Linked DNA regions of Sus scrofa: region 1 is linked to region 2. A link is a contact called in public Hi-C data. All regions are on one chromosome and are shown on one strand. Each heading gives the region's core, a stretch centred on a gene start, on an enhancer-like site or on the middle of the called end of the contact. The rest is flanking DNA. Distances are from core to core; before and after follow the strand shown. Region 1 overlaps MICAL2 (F-actin-methionine sulfoxide oxidase MICAL2). Region 2 overlaps PARVA (alpha-parvin).

The links. Hi-C and Micro-C count contacts between places; a contact is called where the count stands out from the background.
Region 1: a contact with region 2 is called in a Hi-C map of fibroblasts, with 2.0 times the contacts expected there. The contact joins two enhancer-like sites. A contact is called at or near these places in 2 of 47 Hi-C or Micro-C datasets (embryonic fibroblasts and fibroblasts).

Annotation. Positions count from the first base shown.
Region 1 is chr2:47,108,353-47,114,360 of Sscrofa11.1, forward strand. MICAL2 (F-actin-methionine sulfoxide oxidase MICAL2) reads right to left here. Exons shown (of 38, transcript XM_021083313.1): 29 at 5,661-5,735; 30 at 302-453. Among named protein-coding and RNA genes, the nearest start is that of PARVA, 83 kb to the left of the region's middle. Within about 2 kb of position 4,194, at least 29 of the 83 cell types and tissues checked have an H3K27ac peak or open chromatin away from gene starts, as enhancers often do. A contact at or near this core is called in embryonic fibroblasts, where this site is marked.
Region 2 is chr2:46,985,758-46,992,424 of Sscrofa11.1, forward strand. The region is part of intron 2 of PARVA (alpha-parvin); the gene reads right to left. Among named protein-coding and RNA genes, the nearest start is that of PARVA, 39 kb to the right of the region's middle. Within about 2 kb of position 1,399, at least 16 of the 83 cell types and tissues checked have an H3K27ac peak or open chromatin away from gene starts, as enhancers often do. A contact at or near this core is called in embryonic fibroblasts, where this site is marked.

The sequences.
Region 1 (6,008 bases), core at 2,944-5,443, 130 kb after region 2:
AGGGCAGAGCATCAGTCCTAGCAACTCCGCATCCTGCAGTCCAGCCCAGATTCCATGCCCCATAAAATCTACTGAGTGAGGGAGTGGCTGTGCCCTCGGGTGGCTGAAGAGGAGGAGGGCACACTGTCATGAAAGGGACAGGGGAAGAAGGCCTGGGGTGGACTCTCGGCAGAGCATCTCTGGCCCTGGCTTTGCACTTGGGGTGACCTAAGGATGCCAGGAATCCAGAGCTCAGTGTGGACATGGGAAGGACAGGCAGCTCACCTTCCTCACACCTGAGCAGGGCTCTGAGGGCACTTACCTGGGGTGGGGAGGAGCCATCCAGAGCATTCCTTGAGACATCGGCTGAAGAAGAAGATGGCAGGGAAGGTGAAGGAGAAGATGAGGAAGGAGAAAGAGAAGACGCTTCCTTTGGAGGCGACATAATTCTTTCATTGTTCGCTGGTGTCAAGCCTACGGAGGAAAGACCATGCTTTCCATTACAGACTTGTGGTTTCCTTATCTTAACCATGAGAAGAGGAGGTTTGCAGTGAAGCCTCTCTATAAACAGGGTCAGAGGCAGGAAGATGCTGGAGGTGGGAATCAGAGGCCCTGGGGCCCACTGCTTGGGACTTAGAAGAACAGGTATAGGAGTGGCAGGATCCTGTGGGGGAAGAAGATCCCAGAACAAAAACACCAAGAACCACTGTATCTCCCATGTAGGTGAGAATGTTCCCAAGAGACGGAACAGGGTGTTTCTCGGAATGGAATCTACCTCTAACGTTTGCCCTAAAGCCACTGCGGTGGGTGCTGGGGCTGTGTGACATCACTTAGTCAAGACACCATCTGAGGCCTCTTCCCATGGATGCTGGACCCCTGGCTGTGGGCACGGATAGGACAGGAGGCCACTGCTAAGGACATGGGCTCTTCCTTCTCACATGTGAGCCAGGGGGCTCTCGGGCAAGCTGGGTAGTTGGAGATTGCACACGAACACAAGGGAGGGAGGTTCTTATGGGCATCAAGTCATTCGAAGCATATGGAGTGGGGTCCGTGCCAAGGTCCTGCTGGTTAGGAAGCAAACGAGGTGCCGTGTGTGTGCTGAGATTGACATGAGAAAGGAGGGTGACCAGGGCTGAGGATGAGCCTCGTTCTGAACCGTGGGAGCTGAAATCCATTAGAGTTACTGCAGAATTCTGATCAGTATAAGATTGCCTATAAGATCAGTCTCATTCCCTCTCTCTCGTGAGTGCACGAGCACGCGTGTGCACACCCAGATACACACACACACACACACACACACACACACGTGCAAACAGTAACCAGGTGACCTTAAACCTAAACTCTTGAGCATCTTGTTTCCCTATTGGACCATTTCAACAACTGGTTCTCAGAGGGACTCAGAAAATGCCATGTTCACTTTCAGATGTGCCCACTCGGTGTCTGACCCTTCAGCCCAGCCAGCTCACCTGTGAGCCCTTCTGGCACATAAAGGCTGTTCCCCAGGGACCCTCCCCCTGCTTCAAGGGCCACTGCCTCTAACTACCCCCTCCTGTTGGACTCCCCACTTCTGTCTGTTCAGCTGACCCCTTTCTGGTTCCCTCTGAGGGGCCCAGCCTGCAGACTTCAGCTGGCTTCTTTTGTTTGTTTGTTTGTCTTTTGCCTTTTCAGGGCTGAACCCATGGCACATGGAGGCTCCCAGGCTAGGGGTCTTGCTGGAGCTGTTGCCGCCGGCCTATGCCACAGCCACAGCAACACCAGATCTGAGCCGGGTCTGCTACCTATACCACAGCTCACGGCAGCGCTGGATCCTTAACCCACTGAGTGAGGCCAGGGATCAAACCCGCAACATCATGGTTCCTAGTTGGATTCGTTTCCTCTGTGCCACAACAGGAATGCCCCAGCTGGCTTCTTAACATTAGCCCCTGGCCTGTTTCTCCAAAGCTTTGGCTGACATGCTCTTCTTCTGGGATGCAGTGAAGCCAAACTCAAACCTCACCCCCAGAAGAGTTCCTTCCAACCCGTTGGCAGGGGAGCTACTGGGGTGGGGGGTGGGGGGAGGGTTGCCTGCAGGCCCGCTTTCCTCATACAAATGCATGTCAGAGCGTGCACCCATCCTGGGCTCTGAAAAACTGGCCACACACACAGTCAGAAAGCTGCCCAAGAGAGATGCTTCAGGATGCTTGTGGGGGGTGGGAGGGGGAGACAGGTAACTCAGGGAAACAGATCTGAGGGAGGCAGGAAGGGGCTGCTGGGGACAAAGGCCCCTGACTGCCAAGAGCTGAAACGGGGCAGACGACTGGCCTGGCTGGCCTGCCTATCACCCGAACTCCCTGTCTCAGCCCACAATCAGATGCTTCGAGCCTAAAAAGGCAAGAGTTGTGAGTCAGTCATTGCCTTGCTTCCTGTCCTCGGTTTGCTGAATTCCTGCCAAATTCCTTCTCCTCCTCTTCCTCGCCCCCTCGTTCTCCCCTCTGCCACCTCCCGAATCAAACTTCTGACCTTGTGCCAAAGGCCCCTCAGCTCCACAGACTGCCCCCCGCCACCCCCGTTCCCCCAGGAGCAATCCAGGAACCTTCCCACACGGAGCCCAGACACCTTGGGAACCAAGCCGACAGGAAAGCCTTGGGGTTCTCAAGGTCATGACCTAGGAGCTGCCCCCTCTCTTCTTTGCCTAAGCTCCACCCCTACCCAGTGAGTGGGTCTCTCTCCACACGTGATCCTCACACACTGTCTTCAGGATAGAACTTGGGGCAGGGTTGAGGTGCTGCAGGAAACAAAATGCCTGCCATTCGAGCCACTGCCTGGGATGTGGGGAGGGTCTGGGACGGGAAGATGAGGCCAGAGCCCAGCTGAGAGGTGGTGGGAAGATCCCACCCACCGAGGCCTTTGGGGTCCCTCGGAGGATGGTATAGGGGAGCCTCGAACCCCACCCCCTCCACACCCACCCAGTGGCCTGACACTGAGCAAGTCACAGGCCCCTTGCTTCCACATCTGAAAAAATAGGGAGCCTGGTGCTATTTTGTGGGGTGGCTGAGGAAATAAAGTGGGATAAAAAGAGGAGCCCAGTGCCAAGCACAAGGTCAATGTCACATGCTAGCTCAATATTAACTCCACCTGGTTCCCTTTCTCCCATGCACACACATGGGTCCAATAAAGGCATTGCTGAACCACTGACCTGTTCCAGGGGGGCTGCACACACCCCCACCAGGACTTGTCTAATTCAGGGTCCTGAGGCTTCTTTCTCACTCACCAACTCAAGTGCTTTTGGCCAGCTCTTCCTTGTTTCCCTTGAAACCTCAGCATGGTCCAGCCAGGGTGGCCCTATCCTCTGCAGGGGACTCAGTCGTGGGTGCCACTGGCCCTTCCAGGCCCCTCGTGCAAAGGGGGTTGATGAGGAGACCAGAGCCCCACCACCCCTGTCCGCTGCCTCTTCTCTGGGCCCTCTGGCAATGGAGACCTTTCCCCTTGCCCCTGGAGGTCATTCTGGTGAGCATGGTCAGCTGGTGAGAGTGCTAAGGGCAGGCATGCAACCCCCTCCGTCCTCCTACCTGGGGCTGGGGCCAGAGCTGGGCTGAACCAGGCAGCAAAGGGATAGTACCCCAAGTTCTGCTCCTTCCGCCTTGCCTACTGGGCTTCCTTTTGGGCAAAATGAAGATGACCTAAAAGATGGCTCTGGAGATTTTCACAAAGACTCGGATTCCAGGGTGCAGCTTCCCAGAATGTGGCGTTTAGGGGACGCGCATTTCCTCCCGAAGTCTTGGAGCGCCCTCTAGGGGCGACAGCCTGCACCCAGGTTCTCTTGGCGGCCCCCCTCCGTTTGACTCAGTTCAGCTAGCGTGGTCCCTGGTGCTTTAATGAGTTCCTTCATTCCTTCGTTCGTTCATTCATTCATTCATTCATTCATTCTACAAGCAAGGACTGGGTGCCTCCTCCATGCTAGGCACTAAGCCAATAGAAATGATTCAAACTCAAGGCCTGCGTTCAAACCAACTTTTACATACACTTGAGAACCAACACCTGACCCTCCCGGGATAACTAAAGACAGAGCTGAGAAACCCTGCTGCTGGTTAGCAGTCCCCTCCCTCCTGTTCCTCCTCCAGCAACCCCCCCCACCAGGCTCCCTGCTCTCCCCCCAGACGAGGCACTTCTCGAGGGTGAGGCTGGGCCTCTCTCACGAGTGGTGCTCAAGTTGGCTGGAAGCGTTAGGTGGAATCTCTGCTTCCAAACAGACCCACCCATAGAAGCAGAATTCCTGTGACTGGGGAGGGGTTGAGGTGGGAGAGTAAACGAGAGAGCATGTGGAAAAGGCCTGGCCCAGGCCTCCAGCAAACATGAATTCTTTCCTTCCTCTCGCCCTCATCGCTGGGGACTACAAGATGGTTCAAGAGTCACTTTAGGCTGTCCCCAGGTGGAGGGCCTGCCCAGGGGTGCAGTTCTGGTCCAGTTCTAGAAGTGCCCTTCTTCCTGCCTGGCCCGAGTGAGAGGAGGCTGCAGGTCTGGAGGTTTCAGGGCGGCGGGCGGGGAGGGGGTGGATGACTCACTGGCCAGGAATCAGCCTTGACTCAGAAGGAAGGAATCACGTTAAGTGGCAGGTTATTCCTATCCCAACGTTTCTTTTAAACAAATTTGTGTCTACGCCAGGGCTTTCCTGGGTCCACCTCTCCTACAGCAAGTCCGAGAGGGACTGTGGGGGCAGGAGGAAGTGGAAGGCAGGGATGGATTTGGAATCAGATGAAGAGGCCCTGCCACTCTTTCAGGACAGGAGAGGGAACACCTGCTGTGTAAATGGGGCAGAATCTTTAGGATGCTGCACGACTGTGCCCCCTAGTGGGAGCCTGCTGCTTTAGTCCCCTCCCAGCCCTGGTCTTCACCCATGGGCCCTTCCTGGGGGATGTAGGATTTGGGACCACAGCCTGCTCAGAAAAGGGAACAGGACAGTGTGTATTTGCATGTATGTGTGTGTGTATGTGTGTGTGTATTCCTTCATTGCTTTCCCCGCTACTGCACTACTGCCTGAGATTAAGCTGATGCCCCCAGGCCAACTCCAGTGTATTGAATCAAACCATATAGACCCTTAGGAGTTCCTTCGTGGCTCCGTGGTTAATGAATCCGACTAGGAACTATGAGGTTGGGGTTCGATCCCTGGCCTTGCTCAGTGGGTTAAGGATCCAGCATTGCCGTGAGCTGTGGTGTAGGTCACAGACGCAGCTCGGATCCAGTGTTGCTTGGCTGTGGCGTAGGACGGCAGCTATGGCTCTGATTCAACCCCTAGCCTGGGAACCTCCATATGTTTCGGGTGCGGCCCTAAAAGGACAAAAGACAAAAACAAAAACAAAACAAAAGCAAAAAACCCATACAGACCCTCATTTTCCTCAACTGTGGTTCAAGAAGCTTGGGGCCAGTGATTGCTAGGGTCCTTTTCAAGTGCAATTGCAGAGTTTGAAGGGAGCTGAAGGGTAACAGAAGGGTAACAGAAGGGAGCAAATCCCTTGGAAAAATGAGTCCTCTAGTGAGCAGTGGAAATAGAATCAAACCTATATTTCTTTCCTTGCTCCTCACATCCAGGAGGCCAGTTCAGAAAGGGCATGTGAAGAGTGAGAACAGCTGCCCCTGAGAAGTCATCACATAATTCCTGCCTCCCCACCACGCCCCCCCCAACCCCCAGAGAGCGCATGACTCACTGGACTGGAATTTTCTTCTCCCACTCTGGTATTTGCTGGGAGTTGGAGACTGGAAGCTATTGGCCCGCTGCAGAGCTGTGGTGGGAAGAAGAAAAGGGGGAGGGGAGATGGGGAGGGAGGAAACATCAGTTACAGAGGTAGAATACTTTTCATGGCCCATTTACAGAAAGCTAATAGACTAAAGGTCCCTAAAGCTCATAAATGACCAAGCTCCTTTCTTTGCTCCGACCACACCTGTCCTTGTAACACACATCTCCAACCTTTCATGCATTCATTCATCAGCTATTTACGGAGGCCCTGCTATGGGACAGGTCCTGCCCTCTTTCAGAAAATAGCTCAAACTATAAG
Region 2 (6,667 bases), core at 149-2,648:
TTCCCATATGTTTTAGGGAAAAACTCAGTCTTCTGATGGTCCTGTGGGACTCTGCAGCATCCAGTCTTGGCCTGGCTCCCAGCCCCAGCACCAGCCTCCCCTCGACCTCCATGCTTCAACCACATGGGCCTCCTTTCGATTTCATAAACTTCTGTGGCTGCACCTGCTAGCCCTTCTTTTTTGCAAAGTTCATCCCCAAGATTTTCACATAGTTGGCCCTGCCTTATTATGCAGATCTCTATTCTATTCACTGCCATATCCCCAGCTCCTCAAATAGGGCTTAGCACATCATACCTGTTTATAAACAAACACATCTGAGTTATATCAGGGAAGAAATGAGATGACATGGCCAAGTTCACAGAGCTAGTCAGCTAGGATGTGAATTCAGCGCACATCCTATACCCCAGACTCTTAAGGAACTAGCCCCTGAGCTCCCCACCAGAGACCCATGATCTAGCTGGGAAAACACTGGGTCCATCTCTTAAGCTGTCCCCTGCTCACTGGAGCGCAGTGAAACAGTGACATGGCCTGCTGACCAGGTCACCACATCCCAACCAATCAGCGAGCCTAACTGAGTACAGTCTGCACGCTTGGCTGGGAAGGCTGCGAGACAAGAAGAGGATATGGTCACTGCAAACCAAGAATTCCTAATCAAGTGGAGGAAATCAATCCAAAACATGAAACCAGCAGATGCACCAGGAGGCATGTGATCCAGGGTTCACCGCTCTAACAGGAAGGGCAGCAGGGCCAGATGTGTGAGAGTGCCATGGGGGCCGCAGTAGCTGGGCTGAGCCAGCAGGGCCGGGGCAGGTGGGCAGGGGTGGGAGACTGGGGAACACACAAGCAAAGGTACAGACCCCAGTACTGGCGGGACCTGTATGAAGATAATCAGCAGATGACCATCAGCATGTTAGGAAGCAGAGGAATATCAAGTCAAGTTAGAACCAGACTCTGGAGGCCTTAAAAGCTGGACTGAGGAACCTATGCCATATCTTTTAAAAGGACGGAGAGTCCTGCCAGATCCTGAGTCAGGGAGAAGCCTGTGTTTTAGGAAGACTTGTTTTAGAAGTGGAAGCAACGTGGAACGGATGTTACGAAAACCTGTTCTCTACCAGGCGGAGCTGATGCCAAAAAGACCTTGGATCACAAAATACCTCCAGATGGCAAAGCCAACTCTGGGGCCCAGTTCCCCTGAGCTAAGCATCACCCTCATGCTAAGGCCCTTCAAGTGGGTGACAACCCAATATCTTCTGGCCATGAGCACGCCAAATTGCTTTCCTCTGCGGTGGGGGTCATATGGGCAGCTGGAAACACATGGAAGGGTATAAGAAGCCATTAGGAGAAGAAAACAATAAAAAACTGTAACCTGTAACTGAAACCTGAGCAATCCCCTCTCCTCCCAACCCCTAGAGTGAATATTTCGAGTTTTCAGATTTCAGAAGACAAACTGAAACGCTGGCTGGGAAGAATTTGTGATTCACCGGGCATGTTTTAAATGAAAGTTTTAAAAATATCCTTTCATGGTTTATCTCCTCTATGCTTCAACGCCAAAGAATAAATCTCTACTTTGATGGCCTCTCCCCAGGACCCGTTTCATCTACAATGCCTGCAATAAAAAACTACACTTATACACTCCTTTTTCCTGAAGACATCCAAGGCAGAATTGAGGCTTCAGAAAGAAACCTTTTTAAAAAAGAAAAAAACATATGGTTCTAACTTCCAAAGGAATTGATTTTTCCATATTCTAATGATCAGATATACATCTTTTAAACATTGGACTTTTCATTCCACTTTGCTGTCATTTCTGGGGAACTTAAACAGATGTCATCATGTTTTTCTATGGGTGACAGCAACAGCAGCCCTGCGATGCCATGATTGTAACGTGTAACAGGGGAGGCCACTGAGTCATGGATTCCAAAGACTGAAATCCCCATGAAGCTAACCACACTCAAGAACTCTTTTAAAATTCCCTGCAGGGCCTCTGAAGAACCAAACACATCAGCAATGAACCAGCAAAACAGCAACCATCAGGAGAGCATTATAACAACACCGTCGATATTGGAAGACTTTGAACTGGATGAGAAGTTAAGTTTTGATTTCAGACTGGACTAGATCTTCGTACCAACAGGTGAGTCATAAGAACCTAAATGTTGGGAGTCTCCATTGTGGCTCAGTGGGTTAAGGACACGACATTGTCCCTTTGAGGATTCAGGTTTGATCTCTGGCCTCACTCAGTGGGTTAAGGATCTGGTGGTGCTGCAAGCTGCAGTGTAGGTTGCAGATGTGGCTTGGATCCAGTGTTGATGAGGCTGTGGTTGCAAGCCCCAGCTGCAGCTCTGCTTCCACTGCTCGCCCAGGAACTTCCATGTGCCATGGGTGCAGCCATAAAAAAAAGAAGATGAACCTAAATGTCCTTATAGCGGGAAGAGACCAGAAAGTCATGCAATCCACCCAAGACGTCACAGAGCATGTTTTAAGTCAGTGCTTGGGCGGAGGTGGAGGGGGGGGTGTTCCTGATTAAATTCCAGTGGAAGTCGGACTATTCAATGAATGTGTTATAGAATCAAAATCACAAGAACAATAGCATATTATTTTTTGGCTAGCGAATTAAAAAGATGAAAGACAGGGAGTTCCTGTCGTGACGCAGTGGTTAACGAATCCGACTAGGAACCATGAGGTTGCGGGTTCCATCCCTGCCCTTGCTCAGTGGGTTAAGGATCCGGCGTTGCTGTGAGCTGTGGTGTAGGTCGCAGACACGGCTCGGATCCTGCGTTGCTGTGGCTCTGGCGTAGGCCGGTGGCCACAGCTCCGATTAGACCCCTAGCCTGGGAACCTCCATATGCCACGGGAGCAGCCCTAGAAATGGCAAAAAGACAAAAAAAAAAAAAAAAAAAAAAGATGAAAGACAAAATACTGCACAGTTTTGAGGAGAGTGAATGGAAACAAGCATCTCTACATACTTCTGGTATGTCTTAGTCCATTCAGGCTGCTGTAACAAAATTCCACAGACTGGGTGGCTTATAAATAAGAGAAGTGTATTTCTCATAGCCTGGAGGCTGAAGTCCATAGTCAAGGCACCAGCAGGATCAAGTTTTCTGGGAAGGACCCTCTTCCTGGTTCACTGCCAGCCCCTTCTCAATGTGTCCTTTTATGGTGGAAGGGGCTAGAGATCTTTCTGGAGCCTCTTTTATAAGGCATTAATCCCATTCATGAGGGCTCCACCCTCATGACTTTAGCACCTCCCAAAGTAATGTGTATCAACGGCCTTAAAATCTTTATAGCTTTTGACCCAAGAATTCTTCACTAACAATATATTCTAGGGATCATATGGAATATATAAAGAGAAATGCACCCAAAGATATTTATCGAGTTACATCTACAGTGGAAACAGGATACCACCTAAATGACAACGGGAAATTTATACACAAACGATGGTAAAGGCATTTGGTAAAAAAAAAAAAAAAATTACAGTCATTAAATATCAAGTTCTCATAAAATGCTTGAGGCTGTGCAAAAATTTTGATGACATGCAAAGAGAAAAGATCAAAATACAAAATTGGGGTGGGAGTTCCGACCATGGCTCAGTGGTAACAAACCCGACTAGTATTTGTGAGGATGCAGGTTCGATTCCTGGCCTCGACCAGTGGGTTAAGCATTAGGCGTTGCCATGAGCTGTGGTGTAGGTTGCAGACTCGGCTCAGATGCAGTGCTGCTGTGGCTGTGGCACAGGTCGAGCAACTACAGCTCAGATTCAGTCCCAGGTTGGGAACCTCCATATGCCATGGGTGCAGGTTTAAAAAGACTTTAAAAGGGGGGCGGGGGCGGTATATCATATGTAATGGTCAGTTTTACCAGTTAACTTGGCTAGGCCGTAGTACCCAGTTACTTAACACTAGATGTTGCTGTGAAGGTATTTTATAGATGGGGGGTAGGGGGGTTAACATCTACAATCAGGTGACTTTAAGTGAAGAAGATGACCCTCCGTGCTGTCGGTGGCCTCTTTTGAAGGCCTTACCAAAAAAACTAAGCTTTCACAAAGAAGAAGGAATTCTGCCTCAAGACTGCAGCATTAACTCCTGCCTGAGTTTCCAGCTTGCTGGCCTGCCCTATGTATTTCAGACTTGCCAGTCCCACAATCATGTAAACCAACCCATTTTAAAAAAATTTCTTCATGGAATTCCTGTCGTGGCTCAGCAGAAACGAATCTGACTAGGATCCATGAGGACACAGGTTTGACCCCTGGCCCTGCTCACTAGGTTAAGGATCCAGTGTAGCCATGAGCTGTGGTGTAGGTCACAGATGCGGCTGGGATCTGGCATTGCTGTGGCTGTGGTGTAGGCTGGCAGCTACAGCTCCAATTTGACCCATAGCCTGGGAACCTCCGTATGCTGTAGGTGTGGTGGCACTAAAAAAAAAAAAGCAAAAAAGAAAGAAAGAAATCTCTTCAAATATGTATGTGTGTATCTATTTGTGTATGTACACACACACAAACACACCATCTCCCATCGGTTCTATTTCTCCAGAGAACCCTGACTGGTGCACAGCATGATTCCAATTTTGGAAAAACAAAGCTAAAATGTATGTGTACAAACTATATTGACAAAGCTTGAGTCTCACAACTGAATACAGAGTAGGACTCTCATTTTATTCTTAAAATAGCAGCTGTATGAACAATGCGTGAGAGGAAAACATCCAAATATTAACAGTGAAAAGACTATGGTTCATTTTCATAGTCTTCCATAGTGAAAGACTATGGTTTATTTTCATAGTGTTCCATAGTTATTTATTTATTTATTTCAAAATAACTGGTTATTTATTTCAAATAACTCTGGTTACTTATTTCAAAACAACTCTGGTTATTTGGTCTTGATACCTAATATTTTTTCTAAATGTTTTCTCACAAGCAGGTGTCACTTTGGTTATCAGGGGAATCACGGTTACAGTGTGATTTGAATTAACACAATTTCAGTGGCCATTAAAAGGCACACTGTGTAGAAAAGAAACTCATGGACTTGGAGAACAGACTTGTGGTTGCCAAGGAGGAGGGGGAGGGAGTGGGGTGCGCTGGAAACTTGGGGTTAAGAGATGCAAACTATTGCCTTCAGAATGGATAAGCAATGAGATCCTGCTGTGTAGCACCGGGAACTATATCCAGTCACTTGTGATGGAGCCTGATGGAGGATAATGGGAGAAAAAAGAATGTATATATGAATATGTGACTGAGTCACTTTGCTGTATAGTAAAAAACTGACAGAACACTGTACACCAGCTACAATGGAAAAAAGTAAAAATCATTAAAATAAAAAAAAACAAAAGGTACACTCTAATTTTAGGCAACTGGACGAAGAGAACACACTTCTTTACCGTCTCACCTGTATCCTTTTTTTTTTTTTTTTTTTTTGTCTTTTGGCCATTTCTTTTTGTCTTTTTGCCATTTCTTGGGCTGCTTCCGTGGCATATGGAGGTTCTTTCTTTCTTTTTTGCTTTTTTTTTTTTTTTTTTAGTGCCACCACACCTACAGCATACGGAGGTTCCCAGGCTATGGGTCCAATTGGAGTGGTAGCCGCCAGCCTACACCAGAGCCACAGCAACACGGGATCCGAGCTGCATCTGCAACCTACACCACAGCTCATGGCAACGCTGGATCGCCAACCCACTGAGCAAGGCCAGGGATCGAACCCACAACCTCATGGTTCCTAGTCGGATTCATTAACCACTGTGCCACAATGGGAACTCCTCACCTGTATTCTTATCATTTCCCCAGACCTGTCCCAGCCCCATTTTTTGTGCCCCCTTCTGCCTCCTGCCCCTTCCTTCACTCTCTCAAATAAAAAACCCATTAGATGAACAAGGCAGTGACCTTTTTTTTTCTTTTTTCTTTTTAGGGTTGCACCTGTGGCATGTGGAGGTTCCCAGGCTAGGGGCTGAATCGGAACTGTCGCCACCGGGCTACACCAGAGCCACAGAAATGCGGGATCTGAGCCACGTCTGTGACCTACACCACAGCTCACGGCAACGCCAGATCCTTAACCCACGGAGCAAGGCCAGGGATCGAACCTGCAACCTCATGGATACTAGTCAGATCGTTTCTGCTGTACCATGACAGGAACACCCAGCAGTGACTTATTATCCATGTTTTATAAATGAGGAAACCGAGGTTAAGAGGGTTTAAGTGGTTTGTACACAGATACCCAGCTGGTAATTGACACAGCCCAGATTCCTTCCTTCATGAACTGGAAAACCAGGCACATGTGAGTGATTTTCATTCCTGTTCCCATATAGACCATGTGAGAACCATGTCAATTACATTACAAGGTCTTCTCTCCGGCCTCCCACAGCCTTCCTCAGTGACTTCAGACAATGGCTCATTAAGCTCCAGAAAAAGATGTGGACAGCCAGGGTCAGGGGCCAGGACCAAAGAGGCTCTGGGTTTGGCCATATGTCCAAACACCCCAGGCCAGGGCCTCTGATGACTCAAAGCTCCACAGCTGGAAGCGACCAGGGCCACCCTCACTGCCCCAAATGGGGCCCAAGTCAGTGCTTTCTTTCCAGCCCCCACCTAATTACTGGCATAAGGCCCTGGCCAGCTGCCATCCTGTGCCCACGAGGGAAGGCCCCACTGCAGAGGACTTGGGATACAAAGCAATTCCAACTGCTGGCGGCATCA